Regions from separate parts of the Mus musculus genome. Here region 2 is linked to region 1. A link is a contact called in public HiChIP or PLAC-seq data. All regions are on one chromosome and are shown on one strand. Each heading gives the region's core, a stretch centred on a gene start, on an enhancer-like site or on the middle of the called end of the contact. The rest is flanking DNA. Distances are from core to core; before and after follow the strand shown. Region 1 holds the start of Dlx3 (distal-less homeobox 3). Region 2 has its middle 19 kb from the start of Dlx4.

Region 1 (7,523 bases), core at 2,951-5,450:
ATGTACCTGTCTTCAGACACACCAGAAGAGGGCATCGGATCCCATTACAGATGGTTGTGAATCACCATGTGGTTGCTGGGAATTGAAATCAGGACCCCGGGAAGAGCAGTCAGTGCTCTTAACCACTAAATTATCTCTCCAACCCGGTTAAAACTTTTTTCTTTTCTTTTCTTTTCTTTTCTTTTCTTTTCTTTTCTTTTCTTTTCTTTTCTTTTCTTTTCTTTTCTTTCTTTCTTTCTTTCTTTCTTTCCTTCCTTCCTTCCTTCCTTCTTTCTTTCCTTCTTTCCTTCCTTCCTTCTTTCTTTCTTTCTTTATTTTTATTTATTTATTTTTTTGAGATAGGGTTTCTCTGTGTAGCTCTGGCTGGCCTCGAACTCACTATGTAGTCCAGGCTGGTCTTGAACTCAGAAATCTGCCTGCCTCTGTCTCCCAAGTGCTGGGATTAAAGGTGTGCATTAAAACTTTAATGGTTCTCTGCAGCCTATGAGTACAGTTCATGGTCCTGCTATTCCACTTCCAGGACTGATTTCTGAGCCCCTTGCCTCACTTTTAGGGCCTCCCTACCACTGACACCCCCATACTAAGCTCTAGGCAGCTCCACAAGACTTTGCACAGCCTTTTCCAGCAACCAAGAACCACTCTTTGCCAACAGCCCTGGTTTTTTTTAATTAGGTATTTTCCTCATTTACATTTCCAATGCTATCCCAAAAGTCCCCCATACACTCCCCCTGACTCCCCTACCCACCCAACAGCCCTGTTTTTATAGACCAAACGCCACACTTCCTGCAGGTCTTGCTTCAGATGCCCTCTGGCCTATGAAAGGTCTGGCCTCTACCATGGCAGCACATACAACCCCCACCCCATCACCCACCACACCATAGTGAAACCAGTCCTCAGAGTGCCCACGTCCCATGATGGAAGTTGGGCCCCATGAAGAGGACATTATGGCTGTCTTGAAGATCAGCTCATCAGCACCCAAGACATGGACACACCACAGAGGCTCTACCAACACTGTGCCTGAATGAGACTCTGGAAAGATATGTGTAAACTGCTCTTTTAACTTGAAAGCAGAAAAACCAAAAAGAGAAGTCACTGACCAAACATAGATGGGAGAACAGAGAAGGAGCTGGAAACCAAAGAGTTATGGGGACCATTAAACTGTTTGCTACAAGAGGCTGATTTCCAGCCTTCCGGAGAGTCAGACATGACCTTCTTATGGCCACTAGATGGCGCCAGTTCCCCAGGCAAGGAAGAAAGCAAGCCTGCCTACACTCCTGGTTCCATTCTTTTCCTGAGCGTCATCCCTCTGCTGGTTCCTTATGAACAGTGCCCACTCGGCCTGACACCTTGTCTCCAAGGACCAGGGCCATCAGCAGGCACCTCTTCTCCGTGCAACAGACCTTGACCTGGACACCAACCAGCGTCCTTCACTCTTGCCAGCCTCCTAGAGGTCACCAGCTGCCTTGCTTCACCCCTCCTTCAGGAGCAGGACTCTGGCTAGCTGACACTTGCTCATCTTGCTGGACCAGATGAGGTCCAGTGGGTGACACCAGTCCTGCTGCATCTTCTGGCTGCCTCTCCACCCAGCTCTCACCCAGCTGTTGGTGGAAGGGAGCTTCCTGCTGGTCGTAGGGACCCTTCAGGAACAACTCTGAACTCATTTCCATTGAGAATGAGTCCTGTGCCTGCTTCAGGCCTTCCATCAACTGTGCCTCAGCCTCAGCCTGGCCTCTGGGTCAAGGGAATTCAGGTCCTCTTATTTAGTCACTCAACAAACATTTCCCAAAGACTATCTTAGGTATCTGAAGGATTATGGTGAATGGGGTAGGCAGTCTCCAGCACACTGTGCAACAAAGTGTTAGTCACACAAACAATTTTTAAATAATTCTTCCCCCACCCCCTTCTCCGAGACAGGGTTTCTTTGTGTAACCTTAGCTATCCTAGAACTAGCTCTGTAGACCAGGTTGGCCTCGAACACACAGACATCCACTTCCCTTTGCCTCCCGAGTACTAGTGTTAAAGGCATACGCTGCCATGCCCGGCCTTAAATGTTTCTTTACGTTACTGTTGTGATTTCAGTCCGCTTCTAGAGCACAACAGACCTTGGAAATTACCCTAAAATAACTCACTATTACCCCAAGGCTCCTGTGCTCAACCCAGCCAGGCCCAGGTAGGGTGAGGAGAGACTGGGGCGTCTCCGAATCACCTGCTACTCCAAATGAATGAATGAACGAACTCCCGAGACAGGGTTTGCCCGACGCTGTCCCTTCCCTGTGGGCAGCTGGGGGCTCCAAAACAGGCCCTCCCCGCCGCCCCCGCTTGCATCCTGGGAGGGGAACCGGCAGCCCAATGCCCTTCCTGCCCCCAACGCCCCGGGCTCCTTGGGCGCCCTCTTGGCAGAAGAACAGAGGGCATCCAGAGCGGGTGGCAACTCGTCCCGCCACGAGCTCGCAGCGGCGGGCGATAGGAGCTGGGGGGACGCTCAGATAGACAGACAGATAGCGTTCCCCTCTCCCGCCCCCGCCCCCACCTTTCCCACGCGGCGGCCTCCTGGGGCGGCCCAGGCCAGGCGGTCACCTACTCCTGTCACTGCTCCCCGACCTAGGTCCTCTGCCCAGCCAACTCTACGTTTTTCCAGGTTCAGCATCCTGTGTCTGAGTTTAACATCGAAACATTTGACTGCGGCCCCTAAACAATCTAAGCAGAATGAGACCCCTTTCCTGTCTGCCTGCTTACCTCCTCCTTAATGCAGCCTTAAGGCAAGTTGCAGAACTCCGGAAAACCACGAGGTGGTGCGCTGGCACTGTGTCCTGGCTAGGCAAAGGCAGGGGAAATAGAAGGTTCGAGGTGTGTAGGGAAGGCCTGGGGATGGAGGGGGAAATAAGAATTAAAATTGGGAGAAGCCTCCTTCCTCCAAGGATAGGTTTGGGAGCAGAAGTGGAGATGCAATAGAGAAATGAGATTGGCACCCAGAACAGTAAATATTACCCGGGAACTGGACTTTGAGAGCCAGACAAGACTAGGGGGGTTGGAGATTGCTCCAAGGTGAGAAACATCTTCATTGGGGCCTCCATGGACAGAAGAAATTGAGTGAAGTACATGGCTCCTGTCTATTGGAGATAGATGGATCTGAGCATGTATCTATGCACATTTGGGCATACCCAGCTCACAGGTCGGTCATTCAGGACCCTACACTTCCACTGCCTCACACTACATACAGAGACACACTCTCATGCACACAGGTTCTCACGGGCACTCTTGCACACACTGTATTTTGTGTATTTTGCGGAAGATGTAACATAGATCTTTCACCCCTAACAAAGTCTGTGCTCCTAAGAGCTGTCCCAGACTGAGTGGACCCTGCCTCCAGACTTCCTGAAGAACACAGAAAGCCAGCCTCATAGGGACTGACTGCCTCGTGGCTCTTCCATTCATGAAAGGGCACACATATAGCTGGGGGTACCTCTGTCTTCTAAAGCAGCCCCTAAATCCATACAGCCTTGCTCCAGTAGGGACTTGCAGGCCCAAGGTGTTCTTGCTTGGTGAGACTCTTCCTTCAGAATTTAAAATTTTATATTTCACATCTGCAGTGTCATTAAGATAACATATTAAGCCAGGGCCATACGGAGAAACCCTGTCTCGAAAAAAAACAACAAAAAACAAAACAAAACAAAACAAAAATATAATATATTTATATAGTCCAACCTTTTTTTCCAATTTTAAAAGTGATCAAAATATTTTCATGGACCCTGGGTCTTTGCCACTTTCTGTCTGTCATTTGCATAGACCACACATACATCATTAAGGACCACCTCCTTCCACAAACACCCAATGGGTAAATTCCCCTCCTTCCTCATCTCACCTAAGCCCACCCCTGGCCACTAAAACAGACCGATTAGTAGATCCTGGGGGCTCCGCACAGCCAACCCCTCCGCACATTTGGGGGATTTATCGGAGGTAGAGCATAGGAGGAACACAGTGGCGCTGGGGGGAGTGTGTGTGTGTGTGTGTGTGTGTGTGTGTGTGTGTGTGTGTGTATTAGGGGTAACAACAAAGAGGGTTGAGAGGGTTGGGGGAGCCAGTGAGAAAGCGCGAGCGTGTTTTGCCTCGAAGGCAAGACTTGCAGCCAATCAGCGCGCAGGAGCCTCCCTCGGCGACTCCAACATTGAGTCTATAACCGGCTGGCCGGGCGGAGCTGGCAGCATTTGACTGTGGCTTGGGACGCGGAGAGAGGCACGCAGCGACTGACCGACAGCCGGCGATGGTCTAAGCGCCCCTCGGCCACCCCCTCCCCCAGACGCGACCGCGTCCTGCCCTCGCCCTCTGGACACACACCCCCACCTGGGCTCCTCCGCCCGTTCGGCGCTCCTCGGAGGAGGCCCGGGGTGTTGCGGCGCTCGCCAGCATGAGCGGCTCCTTCGATCGCAAGCTCAGCAGCATCCTCACCGACATCTCCAGCTCGCTCAGCTGCCATGCGGGCTCCAAGGACTCGCCCACCCTGCCCGAATCTACAGTCACTGACCTGGGCTATTACAGCGCTCCTCAGCATGACTACTACTCGGGCCAGCCCTACGGCCAGACGGTGAACCCCTACACCTACCACCACCAGTTCAATCTCAATGGGCTCGCAGGCACCGGCGCTTACTCGCCCAAGTCGGAATATACCTACGGGGGATCCTATAGGCAGTACGGAGCGTACCGGGAGCAGCCTTTGCCTGCCCAGGACCCAGGTGAGGATGCCCGGGTTGTGGAGAGGGTGCGAGGGACTCTAAGGTTCCCAAGCAAGAGGAAGTCTGGGAATAGGAGCTGAAATCTAGGGAAACTCGAGGTTAAGAAATGGAAGCGTTGGAGATTAGAGGAGACCGGGTTAGATGACCTCCAGAGGGGTGAACGACACTCCGAAGAGGCGCGCACTGTGCGCCGCGGTCTCTTGGAGATTCCAGGGCAGCTGGAGCCACCGGGAGCTCCTTCTGAGTGATCATGGGGGCCTTCAATGCTGCCATCCCGCTGGCACTTGAGCCGGAGACGAAAGACGGTCGCCGAGAGCTGGAGGGGAGTCAGCGAGGACTGGAGGTTCCAGGGCCCTTCTTTTGGATGCCGTCAGGGGAAACCCGGAGTAGTGAAAGGCTTGTGGAGAAAGACCCAAAGAAGTCCCAGAAATGGAGGAGAGACTGGGAAGTAGAGATGCGGAGAGAGAAGTGGGGACGGCGAGAAAGAAATGTGGGGGGGGCGGTAAGATAAAGCGCACAGCAGAAAGCAACAGAGGAAATGAAGAAAGGGCGGGGAGGAAAGAAAGAAAAAGGAGGAAAGAAGAGGGAAGGAAGAAAAAGAAAACAGAGAGAAAGGGAAAAGAGACAGAGAAAACGCTTGTACTGTCCTTGCAAATTTTTTCCTGAAACAAATGATCCTGAACTAGAAAGCGTATTAAAAGGAGATGGGGAGGAGGGGGGACAAGAAGTGGGAGACGCCACCGCGGCTAGGTGGGTCACCAGAGAAGAGTGGCTGAGCCGGGAAGGCGTCGTGAGCGAGCCGCGCGGTCCTCGCCCAGTCGGTTGCTGGCGCCGGAGTCGGCGCTCCGAGGCCCCGGGTGCCGAGCTGGGAGCGCCGCGTCGTGGGCGGCCGCCGGTCCGGCTGGGTCGCTGCGGTTCCTCCCCGGGCGCGGGCGGCACTACGCTCCTCCAAGAAGTCCCGGGGAGATCAGTGGGCCGGAGGGTGCGGCGTCCGACGGTGGGAAATCTTGGAGAACGCGGTGGTCGCAGGCTGAGACTAAACTGGTGTTTTTCCCCTACAGTGTCGGTGAAAGAGGAGCCGGAAGCCGAGGTTCGCATGGTGAACGGCAAGCCCAAAAAGGTCCGAAAGCCGCGAACGATCTACTCCAGCTATCAGCTGGCTGCCCTGCAGCGCCGTTTCCAGAAAGCCCAGTATCTGGCCTTGCCTGAGCGCGCCGAGCTAGCTGCACAGCTGGGCCTCACACAAACACAGGTTGGTACTGAACGCTCCAGGGTCTCAGGAGGGATCTGGGATTCCCTAGGTACCCCTGAGCCTGGCTGGCCCATGAAGCACCCCTTTGCCCTGCCCCTGCCCGGCAGCTCGCTGCAGGAACTCTTGCCTGCCCTTCCAGTGACTTGAGTCTCAGCTTTCAGAGAAAGGGTTACAGTAGGGAGCATAGAAGGGTGCAGTGTGCATCTTTGTGAACTTTTGCAACTGTGTATGGCGTGTCACAGAGAGATGCCCTCCCCTGTACCCCAGAACTCCCAGCTCCCAAGACCCTTAGCAACGTTTAGGACATAGGAGATCCTGTTGTCTCTCTCCCAGACTAAGTATGTACGTGTGGGGCATGCATGTGACATTCCAGGGAATATTCACATAAGGAATGAGGTCCTTTAAGGGTCATTTTGCAAACAGAAGGCCAGTATCTGTGATGAGACACTAGACAACGCACGCGTGTGTGAACACACACACAAAGTATGCTTGTATAGAAACATCATGATCCTGCTTCCCACCCAAATGCCTTTGCCAGTAGCCAAGTGGATAGGTTCTCCACTAAAAGGATGTAGAAATCAGAAAGTGGGAGTCCATCTCCACCCTCTTACCTGTCCCTAAACCCCAAGCAGCCTTGCTGCTCTTGGGGAGGAATGTCGGGTGCTGAGCTCCCTACAGGTGTTGACAGGCTGGCTTTGGTTGTGGCTGGGCTGTGTGGGGCCTGGTCCATCGGGAATCTGGGTCACCTGGTGAGGCGCTGAATCATTGTTTGTACCAGTCATGGAGTGGAGAGAAGCAGGGGAGGGGGAGATACCCCACGGGAAATTTAGGGACTCTGGAATTGTGGTTCACCTGCCCCTGAGTTCCTAGGTCACCCTTCATACCCAGCCAGAGTCTAGGAGCCCCTCCATGCCTGAGTGTTTATGTCGTGGGTGTTTATCTGGGTGTTATCTGCATGCGTTTATAGCTTTACTGTCTGGCGGCTGTGTGAGGCTGAGTGGGTATGTTGCCGAGGAAAGAGATACCTGTGTGGGTGTGTGTTTATCCCAGTGTATCGGTGAACTTTGGCTAAGGGCCTCTAACGTGGGCAAAATATCACAAACTGCCCGGTTCCCACTTAGGACGCCTTTGATTGAGCGCTTGCTGTATAACAGACCGTTTAAGTTGTCTTGTGTCTTAACTTTCTTGAGCCCAATATTGACCCTTTGAGACAAATGATGGTGTTAGCATGGCCTTCATTTTGCAGTGAGAGGAAGGTGAGGCCAGAGAGGTTAAGTAACCGGCGTAAGGTCGCACTTCAGCAGTGGCAGTAGAATATTCTAAGCCACAGAGTTTTTTCCCAACTGGAAAGAAAGATGCTAGCTTGGGTGTGAGGGCCCTGGGGTTTTGCCTCGTTTTTCCCCTCAGGAGGCTGGGTAATGCTTTGCCTTGTCCAGGCTGGGCTCCCCATGGGGTCTCCTTTAGGCATGCTGAGAGGCTGACGGGGCTGCTCCTTTCTTCTTCTGTCCAGGTGAAAATCTGGTTCCAGAACCGCCGCTCCA
Region 2 (7,523 bases), core at 3,318-5,817, 46 kb after region 1:
ACTGTGCTCTGAGCTAGCCCACAGGCCCTACTCTCCCCACGTCCACCCTGAAGGTGTTTTCTGCCAGGCCCTTGCCAAGCCAGTGGCCAAGGCCATGAAAACTTCTGCCTCTGCCATCCTGGCCCACTGCCTCTGAGGCTCCTTCCAGCTCCTGGGACAGGCTTAACTCAACAGAGCAAACCCTACCCCCCCACCTGGCTCCAGCCCCAGACTCCCCCGTTCCAATTTAGGGGGGTGTTGGGAGAATAGAAGAGTTAAGGGGTTGGGCTTCGGGCAGTTCTTGGCTGAGGTCTAACCTCAGTTTCCCAGTGGATGAAACCAAGATCTGGTGTGTGTCCTGCTGGGTTCCCAGGGCGCATAGGGAGGCTCCAGTGAGCTCATGGGCGTGAAGGCCCTAGTGAGCTGTAAATAGTCCAGTGCCCGTGGGAGGGAAGGGGCTATGTTATTCCAGCTGGGCTCAGCTACCCACAGGGAGGCTAACCAGTGGGGCTGGGGAACAGGAAGGGTCTCTGAGTCAAGTGTGGAGAGTGGTAGAATCCAGGCTGGTACCTCACTGAGAGTTGCTAGGTGCTGGTCAGACCTACAGAGGCCACATATACCAGGACCAACTGCTGTGTGACAGCTGCAGGGTCTGTGACATGGGGACTCTGGGCAAATCATTTGGATATGTGACTAATGAAACTGCTTTACAGTGAGGGGGATGTACCCAGAACCCTGAGATCACCAGAGTCACCCCTCAGCCTCCGAGGCCTCTGCCATACACGCCTATTATCCCAACCCTCAGAAGCTGAGGCAGGAGAACTGAAAGTTCCAGGCCGGCTTCGGCTATGTAACACGGCCCTGTCTTCAAAATAGTAATTAACTAATTAAAAAATTAAATAAAGAGCAAAGAATATTCTGGAGCCATAACCAGTCTGCTTAGAAGGTCTTATTACCTTTCTCAAGGCTGTTTAAAAAAAAAAAAAAAGGCTCTAGAGCCTTCTCCTTCATCTTCAAATGGGCAAACCAATGCCCTCCCGCATGTTCCTCACCGCCCCAACCTTCCACCTCAGAGCCTGTGAGCAGGTTGCACCCCTTTGGAATGCCTTCTCCAGACCACACCCCTCCATGCCTCCCTCAAACCTTGCCCCACCAGCTTCTAGCCACGTGGTGTCTGTCGGGCAAGTCACAGCATCTCTTTGAGCCCCCATCTTCCCATCTGTAAAATGGGAATGCTACTACCCACAGGGTGGTGGGGACCAAGAAGTGGCTTGTGGAGTCCCAAGCCCAGTTTCTGGTGCTGGGAAGCCTAGTTCCTCACGCCTCTAAGAGCCTCTCCCACACCTGCCGTATGTATTGCTGTGTTGTTTAGATATTTGGTTATTTACTGAATACTTAGAAGAAACTTCTGAGGAACCCCTGGGGGGGGGAGGGGGAGGTTGTCTGTGCCTCTTAGAAACAGATGCCGATCCAGGTATAAGAGGTGACATTTGTAGAGATGGAAATAGCCAGCCACTCTGACAGCACAGCTATGGTGCCTGGCTGCGGCAGGGAAAAAAAAAAAACAAAAACGACAACAACAAAAAAAAAAAAACCCAAATCAGAACAGAAGGGATCCAGGAAGGCTTCCTGGAGAAGAGTCCTTGCTAGACAAGCAAAGTAACAAGTAACAGAAGGGCAGCCCCGCCAAGAGCCTGGCAGAGAAGGAAGCGGGATGTGTTTAGTGGGGGCACAGAAGAGGAAGTGGGGGTTGGAAACTGGATTGGAAAGGTCAGGACAAGCACTGGACCCCCTGAGAGCCGGGAAGAGGAGCCTCCACCCATCATGGTAGAAAAGAGGCCCTTGAATTCCCGAGTAGGGGAGTAAAAGTTGAATGAGCCCCACTTTATTAAATGAAACCCGTTTTCCAGAATTTTGCTAAGTGCTTGTTATGTCTTCTCAGTCTTCAAGCAATCAGATGAACTAAACACCATTACTTCTATTGTATAAGGGGAGAAACAGGGAAGGTTACGTTCCCTAAGGCCACAGAATAAAAAGAAAGCAGGAACAGCCCGCGTGGCACTACCTCCAGCCCATGTGCTTCCAGAACAACCTGGAGTCCCTGCAGAGGATGTTGGTAAGAACATGGGGCCTTTCTTCCTCACCTACCCTCTGATGGGTTTGCTCTGAGGTGTCTCAGCCTGAGAGATGAGGAACCCCGGACTTGTTCTCCAGCTGTTGATGAGATGGAGGGCGGAGTGAGTGAGAGGGACAGCCCTGCCTCCCCCAGAGAAATACATGGAAGCTACAATGGACCGTAGACAGAGTGAAGTCCTGGGTTGCAACCTGTGGTCTGACACAGTGGCCAGGCAGAACGAACCTCCTGCATTGGACAGCCAGCCTCAGAGCTCAGTGGAGATGCCTAGCCCCAAGACCTAAACAGGCACTCTTTCCCATCCCATCTGGAGGAATGGTGGACCTTCAGAGAATGGTAGATTGGGGTCGGGGGAGGGGTTGTGGGGGATCCTGCCTTGTCTACTTATCATTCACAGACCTATGTTCTGAGGTAGTGGTAGGACACACCAGCTCCCCTCTCCCCACCATTCCTCTTCCCAAGGGACTGGCACTCCTCCCCGAATTCCTGTAAGGCTGTCTCTAGGGATTCTTTCTGTACTAATCCTGCCAATCTAAGGGTTGTATATGCGACTCTCCCTCCCCAGGAGGGATGCACCTTCACTTAGCGGAGTCCTTGGAGCCCTGGCTATGCCTGCTCCACACTAGGCACCAAGGCTCCAGGATCTCACCGAGCAGAAGAGGAGGCAGATAATGACCAAGGAACCAGAACCTTGGTGCAGGTATAAGAAGTGCTGAGGAGGAAGACTAAACACACACACCCACACCATACACACACATGCACGCGCACACACGCACACACACGCGCACACACGCACACACATACACGCACACACACACACACACACCACACACACACATGCGCGCACACACATGCACACACACACACACCACGCACACACACGCACGCACACACACGCACACACACACCACACACACTCGAGCACACACACACACACCACACTCATACTCTCTCTCACACACACACATACACACACACACACCACTCACATACTCTCACACACTCACACACACACACCACACACAGACACACACGCACAGACGAGAGCCCTAGAGACCCAGAGACACAGCCTCAAATGAATCATGGGTCAAAGTCTTGGGAAATCTCCTGACTTTGGAGTGGCAAAAATAAGGAAAAGTGGGGGTGGAGAGATGGCTCAGAAGTTAAGAACACTGGCTGCTCTTCCAGAGGTCCTGAGTTCAATTCTCAGCAACCACATGGGGGCTCACAACCATTTGTAATGAGATCTGATGCCCTCTTCTAGTGTGTCTAAAGACAGCTATGGTGTACTCACCTACTTAAAATAAATAAGTAAATAAATCTAAAAGCAATAGATAAGGGAAAGTGTGGACAGGGCATCCTACTTGGAGGGCGTGGCCAATGCAAAGGTCTTGGGCTGAAGACCGGCCTGGGGTATGTGAGGGACCCCAAGCTGGGAGTCCAATAAGCTGACTCCGGGGGTAAGGGTGAGTGCCACCGAGCCTGATGATCGGAGTTTGATCCTTGAAAGCTTCATGGTAGAAGACTCTTGCAAACTGTCCTTTGACCCCCACGCACATGTGGAGGCACACCTGTGCCCTCGCCCTCCTCACATAAACAGGTAAACCCAGTAACAAAATTAGAAGGGAAGCTGGCTCAGACTGGAGGGGGACAAGTGAGGAGATGAGGGACCTCCAGAGATAGATGGGGCCCAGAAAGGGCAGGGGACAAAGCTTCCATGCCTGGTGACGCAGGAGTCTGACTACTGAATGTGTGGGGGAGGGGAGGGGGTACTGAATGTATGTTGGGGGAGTTAACAAGGCAGACCCCCCTCCCAAGGCATACCAAGTTAGAGCCTTTTGGCTAAGTAAGTCACGAGTGCTAAGGCCAACTGAAGCCAACTCTCACCTTTTCCCTACTAGGAGTTTAATGTCTCCCACATTAGAATCCTCCAGGCATCCAGACTCAGGCTCTAGAACATTCTAGAAGAGTTGGCTTCATTTTTATCTAACGAGGAAGATTCTGGGGTAACTTCTAGAAGAGTTGGCTTCATTTTTATCTAACAAGGAAGATTCTGGGGTAACTTCGGAAATTGCCATCATGGAGAAACTACCTCCTTTGCCTCATGGGGATCCCTCTGCACCAGCCTGCTGTGGGGTGCCTGTTATAACTGGGACTCTGTGAGGACAGTGCCTGAATAAGAGGAGGGTGCCACATCTACCCCAGGCTGAAATCTTCATGTAGACAAATCTTCCATTTGGAGAGGAAAAGGTCAAAGGTGATAGAGCAAGTGGCCAGCCAGTGACCTTTGCCCCCTGGTTTCCCCACATCCTGTTGAGACCTCTAGTGGGCAAGCAGGGCTGGAGATGGTCTCTGTCAGGGTGGAGCTCCTGAAACCTAATGGCCTCCTGGGGCTGACTTTGGGCAAGGCCGCCCAGCAGCAGGCCCAGGGAAGGGACTGAGTCAGATCCGGAGAGCAGCACAGGCAGGCCTGCTGAGGTCACAGTCTGGTGGCTGGAGGTGGCCTTCTGACTCCAGTCCTCCACCCCAGCTGCTGTTTGTCCAGTGCATCCTTCAGCGTGTGCCAGGCACCCTGTGGCATCCCTCAGGCACTCCTGGGACATCAGTTGTCCAGAGCCAAGTCCGGGGGCGGAGCCCCTGTCATCACACTTCCTGGGCCCAAGTCTGAGGGAAGATGCCACTTTGCTCTCTGGGAAGAAACATGACCCTACCCCCAAGAGCCGCAGTCCAAGCACAGAGGGCCTTACTCTATCCTCACAGAACCACAGTCTGAGGAGAAGCTAAGACATGTTTAAAGAACACACAGACACATTTGAAAAGGCAGCCTCTGTGTTGGGGGAGTATGTCTAAGTGGTAGACGATCCACCTGGCTTGCACAAGCCCTAGGTGTATACCCAGTACTATAAAACAAACAAACAAAAAAGTGAGGGGAGACCCTTCATATGGACCAAAACTGGTGGGGAGCCAGGTACCATGGGTGCACACCAGCAAGAAGTCCAAGCAGCTCTCACTATTTGAGACTAGCCTGGGCTACAAAGTGAAAGCCCATCTTATGCTACTGTCTCAGGGTTTGAAAGCAAAGTAAGGTGGGTGGAGGAGGGATGGGAGGGGCAGGAGCCATGGAATGAGCCAGTGTCCAAAGGCCCAGGCTCTGAGAGCCTTTGTGAACACTGGACCTTCTGCTTGGCCGGTTCCTCCTTGGTTCAATGTAGAAACAGTGGTAAGCTCTGGGAATCATCTTTAGCCTCCCCCGGTCCCCGAAGGGGAGCACAGCACCCAAGAGACCTGGAGCACGGACCCCATGCGGGTGGATGTGTCAGCTCAGCTCCTGTCCCTCTATCTGGAGCCCTCAAATCCATCCTTATTGCACCACATCAGGTAGCAAGCGCCAGGTTCAGTATGCTGGAAGGAGATTTTTGGGCTCTCACTGACTTCCCAGCCCCCCCCCCCCATCTCCATCCTAGGCCTTGTCTGCAGCCAGAGCCCTCCCCCGCAGTGGAGTGTAGACTGTTGGAGCTTGTTTGGCCTGAGGCATCTCACCCCTCACCTCCTCCCTTGCCCTTCTTGCTAGAGAACAGTAACAGAAGCCTGGACCAGAAGAAAGCCAGGGGCTCGAGCTTGGCAGCCAGTGCAAGGATGCTTCCCTGTGTGGGGCAGGGGTACCTAGTGCCTGTGGATAGAGCCAGGGAGCTTGCCTGTCTACAGTGGGCATCAGCAGAATGGATGGGACAGAGTGTAGACTCAGGAATGGAGCAAGGTGGGCTCTAGAAAGGCCATGAAAATTAGAGGGTGCTGGGAAGGAATACACACACTAGATGAAGAGACCATGTTTTGTTGTTGTTAGTTTGTTTTTGTTGTTGTTTGTTTTGTTTTGTTTTTAACTGCTCCATCCATCTCAGGGTAACACTGTCTTAGTAGGGAGTGAGTTGCCCATTCAAAGAGGCATTCAAGCACAGGTTAATTCTACTCTCTGACTATTGCGCCTTCACTAGGCGGTCCAATCCTGGTAGCCCTGTCCCTGTCAACATAGAGCTAAAACAGGTTAATCAGGGTAGACTTCTCAGAGGAGGAGAAGGAGGTGGTGAAGGGACTACAAGAGAAGATCTATACGAGGGACTGGGGCTAGGCCAAGCCCTGGCTTCTGTAGCTTGCTGGAGCCTTGGGCAAGCCACTGCTAGACTCAGCCCCAACCCCAGGAGTGTAGGGGCTTAGGTCCTAGGGTGCAGGGCGGCAAAGGGGAGCCAGACAGCTTCTTAGAAAGTGGCAGGCAGGTGAGCAGGGCTCCCCAGTGATAATTAAGGAACAAAGGTGCCGAGAAGCCCAGGAGGAGAGCAGGGCTAGCAGGCCTCTGGGGCAGGCTGGCTAATGGGAGCCTGGAGGAGAGGTAATAACAAGGGGAGGAGTGGGGCAGACAGCCCGGCGTCATGACGCCCACAGGCCGCCCCCTCGCCCTCCTGCACCAGGACAATAACTGCAGCACCTAGCTGGAGAAACATGGATGGTGCCCAAGGAGTTAGTTGTTCCTGGGCCTCAAGGCAAGAGCTGTAGGAACACGGTGGTACAGGTTTTGATTGACAGCTGAGCCTGCAGATGGTAGGAGGAGGACAAGGAGGACATCAGCGACGGAGGCTGAGAACTGGAGCAGATGGACACTCATGGAGAATCCCAAAGGTGTACGAGTGCCTGGATGGAAGTACCCAGTCTTAGAGTCAGCAATATCCTATCAGACTTCTAACTATGCTGCGGCGACTGGCTCCCACCTGTGACGAAGGGGTAAACCCTGGGTGAGAACACTGGGTACTGGGGTCTGGTTCTGCCTGGACAGTAGTAGGACCCTGGACAAGGTTCATGGAGATTGGCTTCTTTACAATAATATGTACTACTTGGTCTGGGATGTAGCTTGGTTTGGTAGAGTGCCTGCCTGGCACGCACAGCACGAGTTCTGATTTCCAGCACTGCATACACTAGACAGTAGTGTATGCGTACACTCACCATTTAAGAGGTAAAAGCAGGAAGATTGGGGGTTCAAAGTCACCCTCAACTATATAGTACATTTAAGGCTAGCCTTCGGGATACCTTGTCTCAAAATGTTTGTACTTGTCTCAAAAATGTATGTACAGTGCAATACAATACAGATGGCTGTATAAGAAAGGGGTCTGTGGACTGGAGAGATGGCTCAGTGGGTAAGAGCACTGGTTATTCTCACAGAGGACACAGGTTCAGTTCCCAACACCTACACTTGTCTGTAACTCCAGTTCCAGAGGATCCAACACCCTCAGAGAAAGAAAGGAGGCTGGCTCATGGTGTCCTCCTACACAGGTGTCCCTAACCTGTGAAAATCAGAGCCTTAGTCAGCCATACAGTTGTCCCATTCTCTCACTGGACAGGTCTACAGGAGCAAAATTCCTTC

Evidence for each region. HiChIP or PLAC-seq counts read pairs in DNA pulled down with a chosen protein or histone mark.
Region 2: an HNF4G HiChIP or PLAC-seq map of pancreatic cancer cells shows a contact between it and region 1. The contact joins the enhancer-like site here to the promoter of Dlx3 in region 1. A contact is called at or near these places in 6 of 39 promoter capture datasets (3T3-L1-derived adipocytes, the HPC-7 cell line, HPC-7-derived erythroid cells and 3 more), 1 of 15 datasets of contacts at CTCF or cohesin (CD8 T cells), 38 of 484 Hi-C or Micro-C datasets (the AML12 cell line, the C2C12 cell line, the HL-1 cell line and 16 more), 10 of 115 datasets of contacts at active chromatin or transcription factors (a colorectal cancer cell line, craniofacial prominence, double positive thymocytes and 2 more) and 2 of 9 other capture datasets (adipose tissue and pancreatic islet).

Annotation. Positions count from the first base shown.
Region 1 is chr11:95,115,917-95,123,439 of GRCm38.p6, forward strand. Dlx3 (distal-less homeobox 3) reads left to right here and starts at 4,201. Exons shown (of 3, transcript NM_010055.4): 1 at 4,201-4,730; 2 at 5,792-5,982; 3 at 7,493-7,523. The coding sequence starts at 4,406.
Region 2 is chr11:95,161,469-95,168,991 of GRCm38.p6, forward strand. No RefSeq gene overlaps it. Among named protein-coding and RNA genes, the nearest start is that of Dlx4, 19 kb to the left of the region's middle. Within about 2 kb of position 4,568, at least 14 of the 459 cell types and tissues checked have an H3K27ac peak or open chromatin away from gene starts, as enhancers often do. A contact at or near this core is called in the C2C12 cell line, the HL-1 cell line, a colorectal cancer cell line and 2 more, where this site is marked.